2 separate regions of the Sus scrofa genome follow, and region 1 is linked to region 2. Evidence: chromatin contacts called from public HiChIP or PLAC-seq data. All regions are on one chromosome and are shown on one strand. The core of a region is the stretch at or near the end of the contact, and the rest is flanking DNA. Distances in the headings are between cores, read along the strand shown. Region 1 overlaps SUSD1 (sushi domain-containing protein 1). Region 2 overlaps C1H9orf84.

Region 1 (4,304 bases), core at 561-3,060, 310 kb after region 2:
GCCCCAACACCTGCTCCCCTTCCTGGAGGGGTTGGGGCTTGATTTGAAGCCGGAAAGTAGCTGGGAGATTTCAGGGGACGAGAGAGAGAGGCAGCCTGTGTAGGATGGAAGGACGTGTGGCTCTCTCCTAGCCTGAACTAATATTAGGTCCTCAAATGTCAAAGAACCTGTGTCCGTGAAAGATTGAGAGCATCTGGACCAAGAGGGAAGCAGCTGGGATGAAGGCCAGCCCCTCTCCGGACCTCTGGGACAGCTTCTGCCTGCTGGGAGCCAGGGGGACCAGCAGGAAAACATTGGAGACAGGATTTTCACTGAGGACACAGCAGAGCCCTGTCCTCGGATGGTCTGTGGAAGAGAGGTCCACAGCAGAAGAACTCAAGAAACCTGGTCCTGTCCCGGTCCTTCCTGAAATGGGAAAATTCCCACCTATGCTGCCAGCCCTGGCACTGAAGACAGACTGGGGAAGGAATGATTTCCTTCACTTTATTGATTTCCCTTTTTCCCTCCAGCATCCTTGGTACCAGAAGAAACCTTCAACCTCAAATAATCACCCTGTTGTGCAGAACAAGTGGTTAAGTTTTTTTGGAGGTTTCCAGGCTAGGGGTCCATTCAGAGCTGTTGCTGCCAGCCTGCAGCACAGTCACAGCAACGCCGGATCCTTAACCCACTGAGCGAGGCCAGGGATCGAACACACCACCTCATGGTCCTAGTCGGATTTGTTTCCACTGCACCACGATGGGAACTCTGAAAGTGGTTAATCTTTACCTTCATGCAGGCATGTGCCTTCTCCCCGCCCTCACCCGCCCCCACCCCATTTCCTCCTCTCTGCTTCTCTCCCAGTTTCAATGAGAAGAAAATTTTGCCTACAGGCTTTTTGACTTTGCTAGAAGAGAGCATGACCAGTGTACGACAGTGCTTCTGACCCTTTGGGTTTGTTTGTTCTTCCCCTGGACCTAAAGACAGTCCAACTGGTAGGGCTATTCTGAAGAATTCCCATCAGTGCACTGCCTTCGGGAGCACATGAGCCCTGAGTCAGAAGCACGGTAATAACATCTCCATCTCACCACCCTTCGCGCCAGCACCCTCTTCCGTTTTCACGGCAACACTTGCCTCTGTCCTTCAACATTCCAAAAACTTTCACTCTCCTCTGAGGTCAGCAATATATTTAAAGTGCTCGTTTGCATCCTGTTTCCCATCAGTAAGATTTAGTTGAATGTAAGACACTCAGGAGGGAAATTCCATTCACACTTTTTCTGGAAAATCAGCCACTGCAGATTCCAGGTCCAAATCCCTTGCCTCACATTTCTGGTAAAATTCAAAAGCTCACCGTTTGACTGAAAACAAAGCCACATCTTAGGCAGCTAGGCATACCTCCTCATATCAATATATAAGGCTCTTTTATTTGAGAGGGCTTGGGCGCTGTTCTTGTTTTGTTTGGTTGTCTACCTTTTACTAAGATCTTAACAAGTTGAATTTTCACTTTTTTTTTTTCTTTTTAGGGCAGAACCTGGGGCGTATGGAGGTTCCCAGACTATGGGTCTAATCAGAGCTGTAGCTGCCACAGCAAGGGAGATCGGAGCCACATCTAAGACTTATCATGGCAACGCTGGATCCCCAACCCACTGAGCAAGGCCAGGGATCAAACCCGAAACCTCATGGTTCCTAGTCAGATTCTTTTCCGCTGCGCCACGATGGGAACGCCCTATTTGCACACTTTTTAAAAACTGCAAATTCTTTAAGGTAGGGCAGATTTGAAAAAGAGGCAGTCAAGGTCTCAATGAATGCAAACAGCTCAACAGTGCCCCCTGGTGGCCATGAGCACAGGCACAGGGTGCTTGGGCTGCAGAGCTTTATTTAGCCTACAAAGGCAGGCAGACATAAGTGTCTCATCACTCCCTCTCCCCAGCTCAAAAAATATCAAATGCTAACGTGAGCCAGCAATGCAAGCTATCCAAACATGAGAAGGACCAAAGAGGAGGATACTGAACAGCTATTCATTTTAATAGGTCACCGTGAGAAGAAAAGCCCATTACTTCTCTTCCCAGATCCAAAGCTGGTGAATTCTTTATGGTCTAAGGTCTTTATTAACAAACCAGGGATTTCCTCAATACCAATACCATCCACTGGCCATTTTAGAGTCAGCCCTCATATTCATTCATTACAAAAAGATTTCTTTGCTGTGCTAGCAGTGTCCTTAGGTGTTAGAGGTTCAACATGGAATACAGACAAAAATCCCTGCCTTCAAAGAGCTCCTATTTTAGTAAGGGAAAAGAAAATTTAAAAGTAAATTTTATTTTATTTTATTTTTTTTGTCTTTTGTCTCCTTTTAGGGCTGCACCAAAGGCATATGGAGGTTCCAAGCCTGGGGGTCCAATCAGAGCCTCAGCTGTTGGCCTACACCACAGCCACAGCAACAACAGATCTGAGTCAAGTCTATGACCACAGCTCACGGCAATGCCAGATCCTCAACATACTAAGCAAGTCCAGGGATCGAACCCACAATGTCATGGTTCCTAGTCAGATTTGTTTCTGCTGCTCCACGAGGGGAACTCCAAAAAAAGTAAATTTTAAAATACAACTTCTAAGGAGTTCCTGTTGTGGCTCAGTGATAATGAATCTGACTAGTATCCATGAAGCTGTGGGTTCCATCCCTGGCCTGGCTCAGTAGGTTAAGAATCCAGCGTTGCCATGAGCTGTGATGTAGATTGCAGGTGTGGCTGGGATCTGGCATTGCTGTGGCTGTGGTGTAGGCCAGCAGCTGCAGCTCCAATTTGACCCCTAGCCTGGGAACCTCCATATGTTGCAGGTACAGACCTAGAAAGACCAAAAAAGGAAAAAAAAAAAAGAATTGGTGATAGAGAGAAAACAGGAATTTCAACTTTTATTTTGAATAGGAATCTGCTGTTTAGCATAAGGAACCCTACCCAATATTCTGTGACAACCTGTATCGGACAAGACTCTGAAAAAGAAAGGATATGTCTATAATTGAATCACTTTGTTATACAGCAGAAATTTGCACTGCATTATAAATCAACTACACTTCAATAAAACTTTTAAAAGTGAAAAAAATAAAATAAACTACAACTTCTACAAGTTCCCTAGGGACCTAGTGATTAAGGATCTGGCATTGCCACTGCTGTGACCCGGGTCACTGCTGTGGCATGAGTTCAATCTCTGGCCGGGGAATTCTCACCTGCCAAGGGCACAGCCAAAAATAACTAAATAAAAAAATAAAATAAAATACAAATTCTGGAAACAACTTCTATAAAGAAAGTCAAGCAGAGTAAAGGAAGTTCTTGTTGTGGCGCAGCAGAAACAAATCTGACTAGTATCCACGAGGTTGTGGGTTCGATCCCTGGCCTTGCTCAGTGGGTTGGGGGGTCCAGCGTTGCCATGAGCTGTGTTGTAGGTCACAGACACGACTCGGATCCTGCATTGCTCTGGCTGTGGCACAGGCTCCAATTTGACTTCTAGCCTGGGAACTTCCATATGCCACAGGTGTGGCCCTAAAACACCAAAAAAATAGAGAGAAAGTCAAGCAAAGTAAATGGACAGTAAGTGAGGGGGTGGAGATGGCGAGGTTATTTTTAAAAGGATGAGCAGGGAGAGGCTCTCCAGGTAATGGCATGTGAGAAGAAACCTGAGTGATTATAAAGAAACCATGTGAAGAGAGTGTCCAGGAAGAGTAAGCAGCAGATGGAAAGACTTGGATGCAAGAACAAGTTTGACCCATTTGAGAAACAGCGAGGAAGGAAGTTGCTTAGTGAGAAGGTCGGCGGGGGCAGAGGGAAATGAAGTCAGCGAGGAAAGCAGGGCCCAGTCTCCAAGTTCCATGTTCCATGGTAAGGAATGTGGATTCTATTCAAACACTAACACAAACTCCCTGGATGGTTTTGAACTGGGGATGACATGTTCGTACACACATTTTGAAAAGATCACTTTGCATTATCTTCTTAAAGTTATAGTGAAGATTACAACTTAGGGCAGTGGAGGGGGTGGGAAAAGCAATGGTGAAAGCGGGGAGAAGAGTTAGAAAGGTGAGAGGTGGCCAGCTCACATTAGGTTGCTCGTGGTAAAGGCGAAAGTGGGGAGAAGGGGTTGGATTCAGAATGTTATTTCAGAAACGAGCCAACAGGGCTTGTTGATGGACTTTCAGAATCGGGTGGGAGGAGTAGAATCAATGACGATTCCTTTTGGGTCTGAGCAATTGGTGAACAGGGATGCCAGTAACTGAGATAGAGAAACCTGGGTGGAAAATGGATTCGGGGGTGAGGGAAGAGGTGAGAAATCAAAAAGTTCTATGG
Region 2 (4,096 bases), core at 566-3,065:
ATTCATAGTGACAAAAACTAGGGCTGCAGTAAAGCAATCATAAAATATTATGATTAATAACATCTAGACTCATGAGCATACAAAAAATATTTTCTCCTCTTAAAAATATTTACAACACTGGGCAATTAGGTACCTGAAAAAATTAGTTGCAGTGAAGATCTGTCCTTTGAAATCTAAGAGAGGGTCCTTTACTAAAAATAGTTTTAGCCTACTCAACAGAGTCTGCAAAGTTGGTAGCTGACTTTTATAGGCCATCAAATTATTTACAAAAATTATTTCTTCATCAATAGACAAATCTGAAATAAATAAGAAATATAAAGGCATCAAAAAAAAAATCTAAAAGTTATACAAAAGGATCCAGGTAGTTACTATAGTCAGCCATCAGATACAGTTGGGTTTTCAAACATATTTTACATTTTTTAGTTCGTCATTTTATTGTGCAAATAAAGTATGTAGCATAGTACTTGGGTACATAGGTGGAAAGAAGCTCAATAAAACTTAGTATTATTTAGTATACTGAGTAGTAACCAAATATCCTGAAATAGTTGTAATGGCTCGTATTTTTTTCCAACAAAATTAATGTAATCAATGGAGGAAAAATCTCTTATGGCCTCATGCCTCAAATAGCTGGAGAGCCTCAGCAAAATTGTAAAGAAAAAAAAAGCATTCGACTTTTGCCCACCTAGTCCTTTCTCCTCTGCATGATTTTACCTTTTGTTGTTGTTGTTGTTGTTGTTTTTTGTCTTTTTGCCATTTCTTGGGCTTCTCTCGCGGCATATGGAGGTTCCCAGGCTAGGGGTCTAATCGGAGCCGTAGCCACCAGCCTACGCCAGAGCCACAACAACACGGGATCCGAGCCGCGTCTGCAACCTACACCACAGCTCACGGCAACGCCGGGTTGTTAACCCACTGAGCAAGGGCAGGGATTGAACCCGCAACCTCATGGTTCCTAGTCGGATTCGTTAACCACTGCACCACCACAGGAACTCCGATTTTACCTTTTAAATTCTCCAGTTCATCCTGAGACAGACATGTAGGGAATGGAGGTGGTCTACAAAGCTTACAAGTGAGACCAATTCTGATTCTAGCACTCTAAAGTTTGTTCAAACATGTTTGATTTAAAACTAATTACAGGGAGTTCCCTTTGTGAGGCAGAGGAAATGAATCCAACTAGTATCCATGAGGATGAGGGTTCAATCCCTGGCCTTGCTCTGTAGGCCAGTGGGGATCCAGCATTGCCATGAGTTGTGGTATAGGTCACAGAGGTGGCCTGGATCCTAGGTTGCTGTGGCTGTAGTGTAAGCTGGCAGTTGTAGCTCTGATTCAACCTGTAGCCTGGGAGCTTCCATATGCTGCAAGCATGGCCCTAAAAAGCAAAAAACAAACAAACAAACAAACAAAACAAACCAAAACCAAAAAACTAATTACAATGACAACTAATATAGCAAAATAGCTACCACAGAAATGTGATATATCGGACCTATTAGGAAACATACTCCTAACAGTAAGTTGCTGGAAAAGGTTTTTCCTCTCTACCCCCACCCTACCATGTTTGAGTTACTTTAGAAGCTCAGCTAATAGTGTCAGTGCTTTAACAGTTTCTGGGCTCAGGGAGGGAAGGTAAAACCTACCTCCATTCCTCAATAGTCTCTGAGTGGAAAGAGAAAAAGGAAAATGACAAACTGCTCAGAAAGCCAAGTTCCCCAAAGCAAAAGTCACCTTGAAGGGGAAGTAATAGTCTCTTGTTCTGGGCAATGGCCTCTCAGTTAAGCAACTTTAGAATGCCATGAGGGAGGAATAACATGAAGTGATGTCTCTAATGACCAAATACGTCATTGGTATATGTGTGTGCTTAATAAATCTGTGGTGTAGAGCAGGCAGGCAGGGCCATCCCTTTGCCTGGGGATAACTTAAAATGCCAAAAAAGAACTTGTTATAAAAACTAACCTCCTGAGAGACTATTTATGGGAATCTGTTAAATTCCCAACCATCACGGGCCAAGAACTTCCCATGATACACCAAAGAAAGCTAGCCAATCTGTTCCATAACTAAGCAGGGTTTACTTGAGACAATTTAAAGATGGTTCATTCATATATCCAATCTGTAGGTATTAATAAAGTCATATTAACAGTAAAAACCCAAAGGGCATTCATTTATATTTCCATCTTCACCTCCCACTTCCAAAACAGACCTAGTCATCTTTCCTTTCTACAGGCTCATCCTAGTACTTCTGGGAATCCAGGAGGGCATTTATCACTTATGAGGTCTTGTTTTCCAACTACCCTTTTTTGATGGAGCCACTTGAGGGCAGCATCACACCATAACCAATGTTCTTTATAACTACACAAAGGTTGTTTTACCAAGGATGCTACCTACTTACCTTCTTATAGCTATACAACTTGTCCTGGATTTTTACACTCTTACCACTAGTGTATGTGCCAACACAGATATAAGGAGACTGTTTTCCTCTATTGTAAAGGAGTGTTAAATTGTCATGAAGAAACAAAATTCTGGCTAGTTAACTATGAAAAGAAGAAGAAAAAAGGTCTACTGACAAGAAAGTAGATAGATGTGTTCTTTGCACAAGATACTTTTGTCTTAGAAAACCCAACATAAATAAATGAAAACAATTAAGGAGTTCACTAAGGTGTCTGGTAAAAATTGGAAAATCAATAGTTTTGAAATATATATAAAAACCTTATCATAAGGGTTGGGAGACCAGCAGGAGAAGCTCTCATGCTCTGCTATGACAGCAGAGCCCATCAGAAGAAGAAAGACACCTCTTCTTTCTAGGTAAGAACTCAACCAATAAAAAGCCAGGGCCTCTGTGTACTTTACCTTCCTAGTTTCCTTCCCCCTCTATAAAAGAGTTATCCTTCCCTTGCCAGGGGAGGACTTGCACACGACTCACCATGGCTGCTAACCCAGAACTGCAATTCTCTGTTGATCCCAAATAAACTCATCTTTGCTGGAGAAATACCTAGCAGTGTATTTCAGATCAACAACACATTTATGAGTGTGCTTTAAATAAAAAACAGTATTAACTGGGAAATTTATGATACATAAATAAGATTAAAAGCTGCGCCATGCATTGGAAGAAAATAAGGATATGGTGAAATGTTACCCGAATACTGTTAACATTTAAAAATACTGTTAAGAAAAAAAAAATAAAAATACTGTAAGGCATACCTGGTGTGATCACAATAATAAAAGGATTTATATATAGATTATAGGATTATATGTTTTTCATAAAGTGACAGTCTATATATTTAAGACGTGGGAAAACAAAGTTAATAAAAATTTTTGCTAACTTATAAAATCCATTCCTTGTTCATGATCAAAAGTTCTTAGTGAACTCAGAACAAAAGTTTCCACAGCCCAGTGAAGTATGTAAATTTTTCTAACATCTCATCCTTGAAAATTATGTGAACATTAAAAATAATGTAAACACTGAAACAGTATTTATATCACTATTAGTGATGAAACAACAACATATTTTCTTTGCTGTCAAAACAAGACAAGGATGGCAACTATTACTGCTTCAATTATCAATGTACTGGAGATCCTAGTCAGAACAGTAAGACAAAGAGATATAAATATGGTCAAGGAAGAAACAGATGTCCAATAAAATCACTATCTCAAAGAAATACCTGTATTCCCATGTTCACTGCAGTGTTATTCACAATAGTCAAGGTATAGTAACAATCTAAATGTCTGTATCTGGATGAATGGATAAAGAAAATGTGATATACATACACACACTCGTGGAATATTATTCAGCCTTGAAAAAGGAAATCCTGCCATTTGCAACATGGAAGAAACTGGAGGGTATTATTCTAAAGGAAATAAGCCAGATAAAGAACAACCGAAATTGCATGGACTTATATACAGACTCTTAAAAAAAAAAAGTCAAACTTATGGAAATAGAGAGTGGAATGGTTGTTGCCAAGGGCTGACTTTGAGGTAGAGGAGAAATAGGGAGAAGTTAAAAGGGTATAAGCTTCCATTTGTAAGATTAGTAAGGTCTGAGGATCTAACATACAAAGGAGTGATTATAGCTAATAATACTGTAGTGTTTAAATTTGCTAAAAGAGTA

What was found. HiChIP or PLAC-seq counts read pairs in DNA pulled down with a chosen protein or histone mark.
Region 1: an H3K27ac HiChIP or PLAC-seq map of alveolar macrophages shows a contact between it and region 2. The contact joins two enhancer-like sites. A contact is called at or near these places in 1 of 5 promoter capture datasets (liver), 29 of 47 Hi-C or Micro-C datasets (alveolar macrophages, blood, brain and 15 more) and 2 of 2 datasets of contacts at active chromatin or transcription factors (alveolar macrophages and skeletal muscle).

The regions. Positions count from the first base shown.
Region 1 is chr1:252,852,626-252,856,929 of Sscrofa11.1, forward strand. All of the region lies in intron 12 of SUSD1 (sushi domain-containing protein 1), which reads right to left. Among named protein-coding and RNA genes, the nearest start is that of SUSD1, 100 kb to the right of the region's middle. Within about 2 kb of position 1,811, at least 35 of the 83 cell types and tissues checked have an H3K27ac peak or open chromatin away from gene starts, as enhancers often do. A contact at or near this core is called in alveolar macrophages, where this site is marked.
Region 2 is chr1:252,538,961-252,543,056 of Sscrofa11.1, forward strand. It overlaps C1H9orf84, which reads right to left. Exons shown (of 26, transcript XM_021085151.1): 4 at 134-296. Among named protein-coding and RNA genes, the nearest start is that of C1H9orf84, 14 kb to the right of the region's middle. Within about 2 kb of position 1,816, at least 4 of the 83 cell types and tissues checked have an H3K27ac peak or open chromatin away from gene starts, as enhancers often do. A contact at or near this core is called in alveolar macrophages, where this site is marked.